2 separate regions of the Pan troglodytes genome follow, and region 1 is linked to region 2. The links are chromatin contacts, called in public HiChIP or PLAC-seq maps. All regions are on one chromosome and are shown on one strand. Each heading gives the region's core, a stretch centred on a gene start, on an enhancer-like site or on the middle of the called end of the contact. The rest is flanking DNA. Distances are from core to core; before and after follow the strand shown. Region 1 holds the start of PSMB2 (proteasome 20S subunit beta 2). Region 2 holds the start of C1H1orf216 (chromosome 1 C1orf216 homolog).

Region 1 (5,757 bases), core at 1,084-3,583, 78 kb after region 2:
GGTATATTTATTTTCATCTCATTCTTTTTATGGGTGCACAATATTCCACTGTGACTGTACTACATTTTTTTTTTTTTTGAGACAGAGTTTTGCCCTTGTTGCCCAGACTGGAGTGCAGTGGCACGATCTCAGCTCACTGTAACCTCCGCCTCCCAGGTTCAAGCGATTCTCCTGCCTCAGCCTCTTGAGTGGCTGGGATTACAGATGCCTGCCCCCTTGCCCGGCTAATTTTTTGTATTTAGTAGAGACCGGGTTTCACCATGTTGGTCAGGCTGGTCTCGAACTCCTCACCTCACGTGATCCACCTACCTTGGCCTCCCAAAGTGATGGGATTACAGGCATGAGCCACCACACCCGGCCCAACAATGTCTCCACTTTTAGACACGTAAATTGGTCCTCTTTTGTGTTGTAGTGCTGCAACACTAAATATCTCTCTCTTTTTTTTTTTTTTTTTGAGACAGTCTTGCTCTGTTGCCCAGGCTGGAGTGTAATGGTGTGATCTTGGCTCACTGCAACCTCTGCCTCCTGGGTTCAAGCGATTCTCTTGCCTCAGCCTCCCCAGTAGCTGGGATTACAGGTGCCGCACCACCATGCCCAGCTAATTTTGGTATTTTTAGTAGAGACGGGGTTTCACCATGTTGGCCAGGCTGGTCTCGAACTCCTGAACTCGTGATCCGCTCGTCTTGGCCTCCCAAAGTGCTAGGATTACTGGCGTGAGCCACTGCGCCTGGCAACACTGAGTATCTCTGTACATAAATATTTGGACTGTGTGTACAAACATTTCTTTTGGACATATTCAAAAGGTTATTCATATTTAACAGATATTAAAATTTTTCTCTATAAAAAGGTTGTACAACTTAGAACCTTACCCCCAATTTATACTTTCTCATTGTTTCTTATTTCCCATTTTCCTAATTACCATCAAGGTTGAGGATCTTTTCATGTTTATTGGCCATTCGTGTTGCTTCTTTTGTGCATTGTTTTTCTTAGTCTTTGGTCTTTTTTTATTTTTATTTTTATTTTTGAGATGGAGTCTCTCTGTTGCACAGGCTGGAGTGCAGGGGCGCTATCTCGGCTCACTGCAATCTCCGCCTCCTAGGTTCAAGCAATTCTCCTGCTTCAGCCTCCAGAGTAGTATAGGCGCCTGCCACCACACCCAGCTAATTTTTTGTATTTTTAGTAGGGACAGGGTTTCACCATATTGGCCAGGCTGTTCTCGAACTCCCGACCTCTTGATCCGCCCCCGTGCCCTGCCGGGTCTTTTAAAAATGATATTGTCTCACCCGGCCCCCCTCCCATTGGTTTGTAGGAATATCTTTTAAGTTATAGATATTAACTTTTTCCTTTCTTCTGTCTATAAGGTCCAAAATAGTAACTATTTCTACAATTGAAACATTCCCAATTTACATTTACTGTTGAGCATGATAATGACTTTCACCACATAGAGACTTGTAATTTTATGTAGTCAAATCTGTCAAGTCTTTTCTCATATTGCTTCTGGGTTCCCTGTCAAGCTTCGAAACACATCTCTTCCAAAAATTACAGAAATATTTTTCTACTCTTTCTTCCATGTTTGTATCTCTCTCTCTCTCTTTTTTTTTTTTTTTTTTTTTTTTTGAGGCGGAGTTTCGCTTTTATTGCCCAGGCTGGAGTGCAATGGCGCGATCTCGGCTCACCGCAACCTCCGCCTCCAGGGATCAAGCGATTCTCTGTCTCAGCCTCCAGAGTAGCTGGGACTACAGGCATGCGCCACCACGCCCGCTAATTTTGTATTTTTAGTAGAGACGGGGTTTCTCCATGTTGGTCAGGCTGGTCTCGAACTCCCAAGCTCAGGTGATCCGCCCGCCTTGGCCTCCCAAAGTGCTGGGATTACAGGCGTGAGCCACTGCGCCCGGCCATGCTTATATCTTTAATCCAACCATATACTATTTTTGTGAAGGATGGAAGTAAGGCTCCCCTCAAGTTAATTTTTCTCCAATCTGGCTTGCAGGAAAGGGGTTTCTGGGGAGATTTTACCGAGCAACGTAGGGAAACGGCTGCCTGGCGACCTACCCCTTTTTGACACCCACACGTGCTCGGCACCTTACATACACTGCGTGATTTTATCCTAAAGCGACTTTTAAAATCTTAGTGTGTAGACAGAGAAACTGGGCGTCACATAAGGCAAGACCTGCACAGCCTGCTCCGGAGGAGACCGGTACGATCCCAGAGACAAGCACTGAACATAAAGCACCCGTTGCCGCGCCCGCTTTGCAACCTCTCGCGACAGTTGTACGTCATCCGAGAGCGCCGTGGAAGTTGTGCTGCAGGCGTCGAGCCAATCTTCGCTCTGAGGTGCTGTCTCACCGGTGAGACCTGGAAGCGGGCGAGTCTCGCGCTGTGTCGGACCTGCAGCCCCTGGCCTTCCGCCACCATGGAGTACCTCATTGGTATCCAAGGCCCCGACTATGTTCTTGTCGCCTCCGACCGGGTGGCCGCCAGCAATATTGTCCAGATGAAGGACGGTGAGAGGAAGCAGGGGAGGCCCGGCCAGGCCTGGGGTGTAGGAGCGGCCAGAAGGAGTTTGTCGGGGGTTGAATAAGTACCAGGGAGGATCTGAGAGATGGAAGCCGGCCTGCCCTGCCCGTACTTATTTTATTTACTTATTTTTTTTTTTCGAGATGGGGTTTCGCTCTTGTTGTCCAGGCCGGAGTGCAATGGCGCGATCTCGGCTTAGCACAGTCTCTGTCTCCCGGGTTCAAGCGATTCTCGTGCCTCAGCCTCCCGAGTAGCTGGGAACAGATATGCGCCACCACGCCTGGCTAATTTTTGTATTATTAGTAGAGATGTGGATTTCTCCATATTGGTCAGGCTGGTCTCGAACTCCCGACCTCAGGAGATCCGCCCGTCTCGGCCTTCCAAAGTGCTGGGATTACAGGCGAAACAGGCAGACAGGTCTGGGACCTTGGCATTTGCTCCTCCAGGGCTCCTGGGTCAGTGCTCTGCTCTGGCCTTCGCTAAATGCTTCTTGCTTGGTGAGAGTTGCCTAAAGGGAATCAGTTTATAAATGTTTAAGCGCCTGCCCAGAGCCTGGCTCTCTAGATCCCCGAATCTCTGATAAGTTTCCTGGTGTCGCTAGTAATGAGGTTAGTTTGTTGGCGGCATAAGGTGGGATCCTGGGGAGAGTGAGACTGTGGGACCAGAAGCTTGGCATTTTCCTTCTTCCCGTGGCTCCCGATTCTTCTTTTCCAGTTTTCCAGAGCAATGGCTGCCAGGTTTTCCTTATATTTAAGTAGTTAATGGAGTTAAGAGATTGGAGCCCTGTCATTTATTTGCTTTATGAGTTTGTATAAGTTATTTCGCAGTGCCCAGATTTCCTCATCTTTAAGATTAGCAATACCAAACTCACAAACTTGTCGGGAGGATTGAGTAAATGAGCTATGTGCAAATCCTTAGCACTAGGCAGGTACTTAATAATACTAAGTGTACGTAGGTGCCCAAACATATTTGTCAAATGAACATTAAGTCATCTGAACCAAAGCTTAATACTTTTTCAACAGTAGCACGTCTTTGATCAGTTAAGGAAAACAAACTTAGATTCTGCAGAAAAACAACCAAAATCTTCTTAAAATTATGTATTGAGTAATTTAGTATAGAGAGATAGTATGGTATGGTATGGTATAGTATAGTATAGTATAGTATAGTATAGTATAGTATAGTATAGTACTTAGGGGCAAAATGTCTGGACTCACTGCATAGGTTGAACCCAGGTTCTGCCACTTGTGACCTTAAGCAAATTTCTCTAACTCCGTGCCCTAGAGCTAACATCTATAAGGTGGTAATGTAATAGCACCTATCTCAAAAGGTTAATGAATTAATGTAAATCACTTAACATAGCACCTTATACTTTATGAAATTCTATGATTAGTTTGTAGAAGTTTTGTTTGTAAGCCAGTCCTTCCAAAGGAGTGAATTTGTTTTGAGAGTAAATTTGTTCATTATTTTGAATACTAAGGTCTTTGACAAGCAAGTGATTTTAGCATTAAGTCATGTCTAGGTAGAACAATAATCATTACCTTTACAGGTCTTTTGTTTCATCCCAAATGTATGTGAAATCACATTGAAAAGTAGAATGTGCTTTAAGCCTACTTATGTACACAGTACTTTTAGTCATTATAGGGGATGCAGTATATTACTTATAACCCATAGAAGAGTCCAAGACATTAAGAAGACAAGGAAATAAATGCTGCAAGATGATTTTATATAATAAAAGAAGTATTACTAGTTAGTAGTAGGTTGGTTTTTAAATTAATGAGTTCAAGAGCAAATCCTAAGAGTAATAAAAGAAAGATAACTATGGTATGGGAGAAAGATGAATTTGAGTTAGTTCTTGAAAAATAATTGGAAATAGTTGCACTCTGCACATTCCAATTTTCCCTATAGTCTTTTCTGGTATAAAAAAATTATAATAGAAATTAGTATTGTATGATGACTTTTTTATTTATTTTATTTATTTATTTTTGAGACAGAGTCTCGCTCTGTCACCCAGGCTGGAGTGCAATGGCGCGATCTCGGCTCACTGCAACCTCCACCTCCTGGGTTCAAGCGATTCTCCTGCCTCGGCCTTCCAAGTAGCTGGGATTATAGGCGCCCGTCACCATGCCCAGCTAATTTTTGTATTTTTAGTAGAAACGGGGTTTCACCAGTTTGGCCAGGCTGGTCTCAAACTCCTGACCTCAGGTGATCCACCTGCCTCCGCCTCCCAAAGTGCTGGGATTACAGGCGTGAGCCACCATGCCCAGCCGTATGATGACTTTTTTCTAATCATTCATTTCACGATGGAGCTTGTTTAGAGTAGGCAAGAATGCTGAAAAAATAGTAACCTTCTGGGACTCCTTTCTCCAAGTATAAAATGATAATACAACTTCCAATCAATTGTCCAGTACGTCACTTTGTAAAAACATTTTGGTACTATAGAGTAGACATTTGCTGAGGATTGCCACCTTATTAAGTGGTATAACTTTTGGTTTGCTTATATGCCGCATTTCATGTCTCTTTTCTCTTGGCCTGTGTAGAATTGCTTTTAAGTTACTCGGAGTACTCCAGCCCACACAGAATTCTCTCTTTTCTGAATTCCTATAGCATGTATAATCCGAACTACATTATCTAACACTGAGTATCATAATATTGGACATGTATAGAATTCATTAGTTTTTCTCACTTGTGAGTTAGACAGAGGTAAGTCATATTATTAACATTTCACACATTTGGAAATAACATTTCACACATCTGGAAACTGGGGCTTAGAGAGGACAAGTAATTTGCCGAAGTTCAGAGTGCCAAGTCCACATCATAACCAAGGTCTCTTGGATTCTAGTTCAGTTGGTTTTCCACAGTATGACATGCTAATGTTGTTCGTTTTGTTGGCCATTTGTTTCATGTATGTGGATCTTGTAAGTTCCTCGTCAAGAATCAGAAATTCCCCAGAGCTACACAGGCAGTTTCCTGTACAACTCAGGGGTCTCTAAGTATCAATCTCTTGTGTTTTTATTAAATATGTTGCCCTCTGCTACTCATTGGACATATTCAGTGTTTAAAAAACATTTTTGGCCTTGTATTAAGCTAATTTTAAAGTTGAACAGGTTACTGCCTAGAATTTTAGCCTTTCTTCTAAGTGTGACATAAGTTCTTTGTAAACAAGCTCCCCCTTCAAATAAAAATATCTTCTTTCTTATTATAAAAATAATGCGAACTTATTGAATAATGCTTTCTTATAAA
Region 2 (5,987 bases), core at 1,773-4,272:
TGGGAGGCCAAGGTGGGCAGATCACCTGATGTCAGGAGTTTGAGACCAGCCTGGTCAACATGGTGAAACCCTGCCTCTACTAAAGATACAAACATTCACCAGGTGGCAGGCGCCTGTAGTCCCAGCTACTCAGGAGGCTGAGGCAGGAGAATTGCTTGAACCCAGGAGGTGGAGGTTGTAGTGAGCCAAGACTATGCCACTGCACTCTAGCCTGGGTGACAGAGAGAGACTCCATCTCAAAAAAAAAAAAAAAAAAAAAAGGAATAACTAGCTTTTTAGAACAATGGAATTGATGACTCAGCTATCCAGGCTGGGGTGCTGCCCTGTAGAGCACGATATAGGCTTTATTTATTTTATTTTTATTTTTATTTTTTTGAGACAGGGTCTTACTCTATCGCCCAGGCTGGAGTGCAGTGGCGCGATCTTGGCTCACTGCAATCTCTGCCTCTTGGGTTCAAGCGATTCTCCTGCTTCAGCCTCCTGAATAGCTGGGATTACAGACGCGCACCACCATGCCTGGCTAATTTTTGTATTTTTAGTAGAAACGGGGTTTCATCATGTTGGCCAAGCTTGTCTCGAATTCCCAGCCTCAAGTGATCCGCCTGCCTCGGCCTCCCAAAGTGCTGGGATTACAGGTGTGAGCCACCACACCAGGCCCAATATAGGCTTTAAATCAATGTATATAATGCTTTGTCCTTTGTGGCCAGAATGCATAAGAAGAAGAGGTAGCGGTGGTTGTGGCACCTTATATGATTTACCTAAGGACTAAGAGTTTTCTTCCTGTCTCTGAGATTCTGGGTATTGCACGTCAGAAGGTGATAGCATCAGCCAGGCACAGTGGCTCACACCTGTAATCCCAGCACTTTGGGAGGTCAAGGCGGGCGGATCATTTGAGGTCAGGAATTTGAAATCAGCCTGACCAACATGGTGAAACCCTGTCTTTACTAAAAATACAAAAATTAGCCGGGTGTGGTGGCACGCGCCTGTAACCCCAGCTACTCGGGAGGCTGAGGCAGGAGAATGACTTGAACCTGGGAGGCGGAGGTTGCAGTGAGCTGAGATCGCGCCACTGCACTCCAGCCTGGGTGACAGAGTGAAACTCTGTCTTGGGAAAAAAAAAAAAAAAAACATGGTGATAGCATCATGGGAGGAATGTTTCTAACCAAGAAACACAAAGATGATTCCCTGGGATTTCGGCTCCTGGTAGCACTAGAGGAATAGGAGAAGGGGGTGGTCTCAGTGTAGACTGGACTGATCATGGCTATCAAGGAGAAAGGGAGTTACTGTTACTTAATAAGTGTTGAGAGATGCGTGAGTGGAACCCAGAGACCCTGGGGTCACCACCTTGTGCTATTGTATTAATCAGCATTCTTTCGATTGTCGGTGAAAGAAATTCCACTCAAGTTAGGCTTGGCAAAATAAGGCATACAAAACTATAAGTTTAGATGCAGGAAACAGGGTCTGCAACATTATCAGAACTTCTGTCTCTCATCTCTGTTTCTTCCCTGCCTCGTCTTCCTTTAATTTCGTTTCAGAAGATCCCAGAGAAGGACTCTGACTGGCTCACCTGGAGTGGAACTCCTATCCTTGGATTCTTCAGGCTTTCATTTGACCCACATGGTCAAGCTGGGAGAGACAGAGTCCAAAGAGAGGCGGAGAAGGGCTATTCTGGGCAGAACAAACAATTGATGACTTTATGGCTCTGTGGTCTGGGCAGAACTGCATAACCCTAGATCACCAAAGCTGAGAGCCTTTAGGAGTGAGGATTTGGGCCAGGCATGGTGGCTCACGCCTGTAATCCCAGCACTTTGGGAGGCCGAGGTGGGTGGATCACAAGGTCAGGAGATCAAGACCAACCTGACCAACATGGTGAAACCCCATCTTTACTAAAAATACAAAAATTAGCTGACGTGATGCATGCACCTGTAATCCCAGCTACTCAGGAGGCTGAGGCAGGAGAATCTCTTGAACCCGAGAGGTGGAGGTTGCGGTGAGCCGAGATTGCGCCACTGCACTCCAGCCTAGGCGACAGAGCGAGACTCCATCTCAAAAAAAAAAAAAGTGAGGATTTGGGTCACCCCAGGCTGAAGGCCAGGGGAACCTGAAGTGGATAAGGGAAGGGAGAAGACTTAGGCCACAGGATCTGATGTAGAAATGGGGCTGACGTCTCCACCTGTATTTTCTTAGCTGGAGGAGTGTGCAAAGTTTGAATTACTTCTGCCTTCTCCTTATTTCCTTTTCCCTCTTAAAATAGTCATCATAATCATAAAAATTTCTTTTCCGTTTTCTCTTTTTGCATATAGGATTTCTTGGTGTGATTTAATTTGCCAATTAGTCTCTAGGTTGCAGAATGGTGACTTGGAATCAAATTGAAACTGGAAGAGGGCACCTCATATATTAGGGTCAGCAATTACTGAACTCTGTTCTCTTTTATTCCAAACAGGGCCCCCAACTTCACATTTCCCCAGGATGCAAAAGAGTGAGGGGGATCAAGCTTCAGTAGAGTGGAGCTCTGAGAAGAATCCACTGGAGTTTGGAACCCAAGACCCTTTTTTATCACGCTGTTCCTCCTCACCTGGGCAAAAGCACTGGTACCCACTTCACGGCATCATGGGTGGGCTCTGTGTCCTGCAGAGAGCCCCCGTCCTGGGTACAGGACATCAGCCCTGAGCCCTGTCCCAGGCTTGGATCTTCTTTCTCTCTCTCTCTCTCTCTTTTTTTTTTTTTTTGAGATGGAGTCCCACTCTGTTGCCCAGACTGGAGTGCAGTGGTGCAGTCTTGGCTCACTGCAACCTCCACCTCCCAGGTTCAAGCGATTCTCCTGCCTCAGCCTCCCAAGTAGCTGGGATTACAGGCGCCTGACACCAAGCCCGGCTAATTTTTGTATTTTTAGTAAAGGTGGGGTTTCACCATGTTGGCCAGGCTGGTCTCGAACTCCTGACCTCAGGTTATCCGCCCGCCTCGGCCTCCCAAAGTGCTGGGGTTACAGGCGTGAGCCACCGCACCCGGCCTCAGTGACTTTAGTCAAGTAAGCACAAAAAGGAATATATAATTCCAAATTGTGATAAATGCTATGAAGAAAAGGAATGTGCTCTGACATAAAGGGGGGAACGAATGTGATCTAGGGAGTCAGAGATCTCTCCGAGAAGAGATCTGAAATAGGAGTAAGTCGAGAGGGGGAAGAGAATGCTAGACCGAGGGAACAGTGCGTGCCAAAGCCGCGTGGCGGAAAGGGGCGTGCGGGAGGGTAACTGCGGAGAGGGAGGGTAGAGGACGAAGCCGGAGAGGCAGACGAAGGGCAGGACGCACAGAGCCCCGCGGCTGCCGCCTTAGGGTTTGTCCCGGCGGTGGGGAAGCCATTGAGGAGTTTAACGCCGGAAGGTGGTGACTAATCAGATTTCACTTGAAAATGGCACGGTGTCTGCAGCGAGGCTAACTGATGGGAAGGGCCCAGCGAATGCCAATAGGAGAGAGCACCGGACCTGGAAGGCCTGGGTCAATGCGGCCCCGCGCGGGGGCGAAGCGGTTCCGGCGCAGGGGCCTGGCGCGCGGCTCCGCGGAAAACCGAACCGGCCCACGTGGGACCGGCAGCTCCGCCCAGCTGCGCAGACGCCGCCTGACTCCGCAGTCCGGGCCTGGGGCTGGGCGCGCTGCCCGGGATCCCCGCACCCACGCCTGGACCGCGGAGACGCCCAGGCCGAGGAACCCCCAGCCCAGGGACTAGACACCACCAGGGCCGGGCGGAGCCAGAGCCAGACGCGCCGGAGCGGGCGCCTCTACGCCGTGAGTCCGAGGCGGGGGCGGGGGGGCTTGGGGCCCAGCCGCGGGAAGCGGGGAGTCACAGCGGCCTCCTTCGAGGAGACTAGGGAAGGATGGTCTCTGTCTCCTGGGGTGGTCTCTCACTCCCGCAAGGCCAGAAAAGGAGGCTGCCTCCTGTTTGGGCGGAGACCTAGTCTTGGCGTGTCGGGGTTCCCATTTTACTATCTCTGAGAACCCTGTGATCCCTAGCGCCACCCCCACCCCATCCCAGCTTCTTCACGGCCCCATCCAAGTATAGGAAAAATAAAAAATTGGGGCGAGGGGAGATCTCTAGGCACCTTCCCACAAGCCTTGCTTAGAGGGCGATTAGAAAGGAACTGTTCTTACACCCTTCTCCCCAGGACTTCTGCCCATTGCTGGGGGTGGGGAGGGTCCATGCCACGTATGGAGCGCCTTCCAGTGCCGGCTCCACTTACAATATCCTTCCTCTTCATGCTCTTCAATTGTTCTAATCCCAGTGCTGTTTGGTCAGTAGAATCCCTTTGTCAGTTCAAACCCTAATTTTGGTTAGAAGCAGGTTATGGAGGAGAGAAGAGTGGTGTGGTATGCCCTCCCTCCAGGGCCTCAGGATGGAGCAAGCTAGGGACGGGGACGCAAGATAGTGGCCGTGTTCCAGAGGCATTGGGAGGGAACGGGGCAGGCTCAGAAGAAAAGCTTGTCACTGGGGAAGGCGGGGCTCCCTGGCTGGGGTAGGAAAGGGAACCAAACCCAGCTCTTCCAGAACCCAGCTCTTCCAGCCCTGGGGAGTCGAGAGTGGATTCCTGAGCATGGAAATTCACTGCAGTCTCTTCTCCCATTCACTCACTTAGCAAGTACCTGTATGCACAGACAGCCTGGTTCAGGGCTCTATGCTGGCTGACTCTGGGGAATATGATGGAGGATATATACAGGAGGTCCAAGCCAGATTACAAACTGCTATTACAAGATCATTACCACAAACCAAAAATGCCAGTTGAATAGACATTCACTGATCGTCGACCATGTATGCCAGGGACGGATGCAAAGTTGGATAAGACAGTGTATACCCAGCGCAGTGGGGACCCAGAGGAAGGCATAACTAACCATGCTTGTTTATGTAATATTGATTGGGGCAGTATTAAGACGGCTTCAGAGACATGGGGACATGGAAACATGGGGATATTACAGCTAATTTTGAAGTACAAAAAGGAATTTGCTGGGTGGAGAAGGGAGGAGCTTTGAGGGGAGGGGAGAGGAAGGATATTGTAGGCCAAAGGAATACTGTAAGAAGAACAATGGTATGTTTTGAGATCTCTGGGCAGTTTGCTATGATGGGAGGGGGAGAGTGGCAAGAGGCAGGTATGGAGGGGTGAGCAGGAGCCAGATCAAACAGGGTGTTGTAGGCCAGGTAGAGGTTTAGCAGGAATTCAGGGAGGGCATTAGGAGTGGTGACAAGTGAAATTTACATTTTTAACTGGAGGCAGAGAGATCAGTGAAAAGGCCGAGGCAATAATCCAGGGCAGAAATGGCCTGGAAGAGGAAGAATGGTCAGAATGTGGTTATTAATGAGATGGGAGAAGGAAGGATAGTGAGGAGCCCAGGATTCTCTCAGCTTTCCGGATGGAGTACAGAGCCATCTTGCTGAGGATACTGAAGGAGAGCTTGTTTGGTTGTGTAGAATTTTGGCGGGGGGGCGGTGGTGGAGGGGGATGATGTCACTCTGTCACCCAGGCTGGAGTGCAGTGGCGCAATCTCGGCTCACTGCAACCTCTGCCTCCTGGGTTCAAGTGATTCCCCTGCCTCAGCCTCCCAAATAGCTGGGATTACAGGTGCCTGTCACCATGCCTGGCTAATTTTTGTATTTTTAGTAGAGATGGGGTTTCACCATGTTGGCCAGTCTAGTCTCGAACTCCTGACCTCAGGTGATCTGCCTGCCTCGGCCTCCCAAAGTGCTGGGATTACAGGTATGAGCCACCATGCCTGGACTGGTTATGTAGAATTTGAGGAGCCTATGGTTGGTTGCAGGGTTGGATAGCAGTTGGATCTGGGCTGAAGACAGATCTGAGAGTCACCAGCATATGATGGTCCTTGAAGCTACAGCAGAGAATGAGGTCCTCTGGAGAGAAATGCACAAAATCAGAAGACAGCCTGGCTCAGGACGGAGGAAAACCCTCTGCAGGAGACTGAGAATGAACAGGTAGACAGGGAGG

The links. HiChIP or PLAC-seq counts read pairs in DNA pulled down with a chosen protein or histone mark.
Region 1: an H3K4me3 HiChIP or PLAC-seq map of stem cell-derived excitatory neurons shows a contact between it and region 2, with 4 times the contacts expected there. The contact joins the promoter of PSMB2 here to the promoter of C1H1orf216 in region 2.

What each region holds. Positions count from the first base shown.
Region 1 is chr1:195,345,499-195,351,255 of NHGRI_mPanTro3-v2.0_pri, forward strand. PSMB2 (proteasome 20S subunit beta 2) reads left to right here and starts at 2,334. Exons shown (of 6, transcript NM_001246389.1): 1 at 2,334-2,504. The coding sequence starts at 2,414.
Region 2 is chr1:195,267,039-195,273,025 of NHGRI_mPanTro3-v2.0_pri, forward strand. It overlaps C1H1orf216 (chromosome 1 C1orf216 homolog), which reads left to right and starts at 3,023. Exons shown (of 2, transcript XM_513309.7): 1 at 3,023-3,783. CLSPN (claspin) reads left to right here. Exons shown (of 26, transcript XM_016959054.4): 26 at 2,444-3,083. The coding sequence ends at 2,503.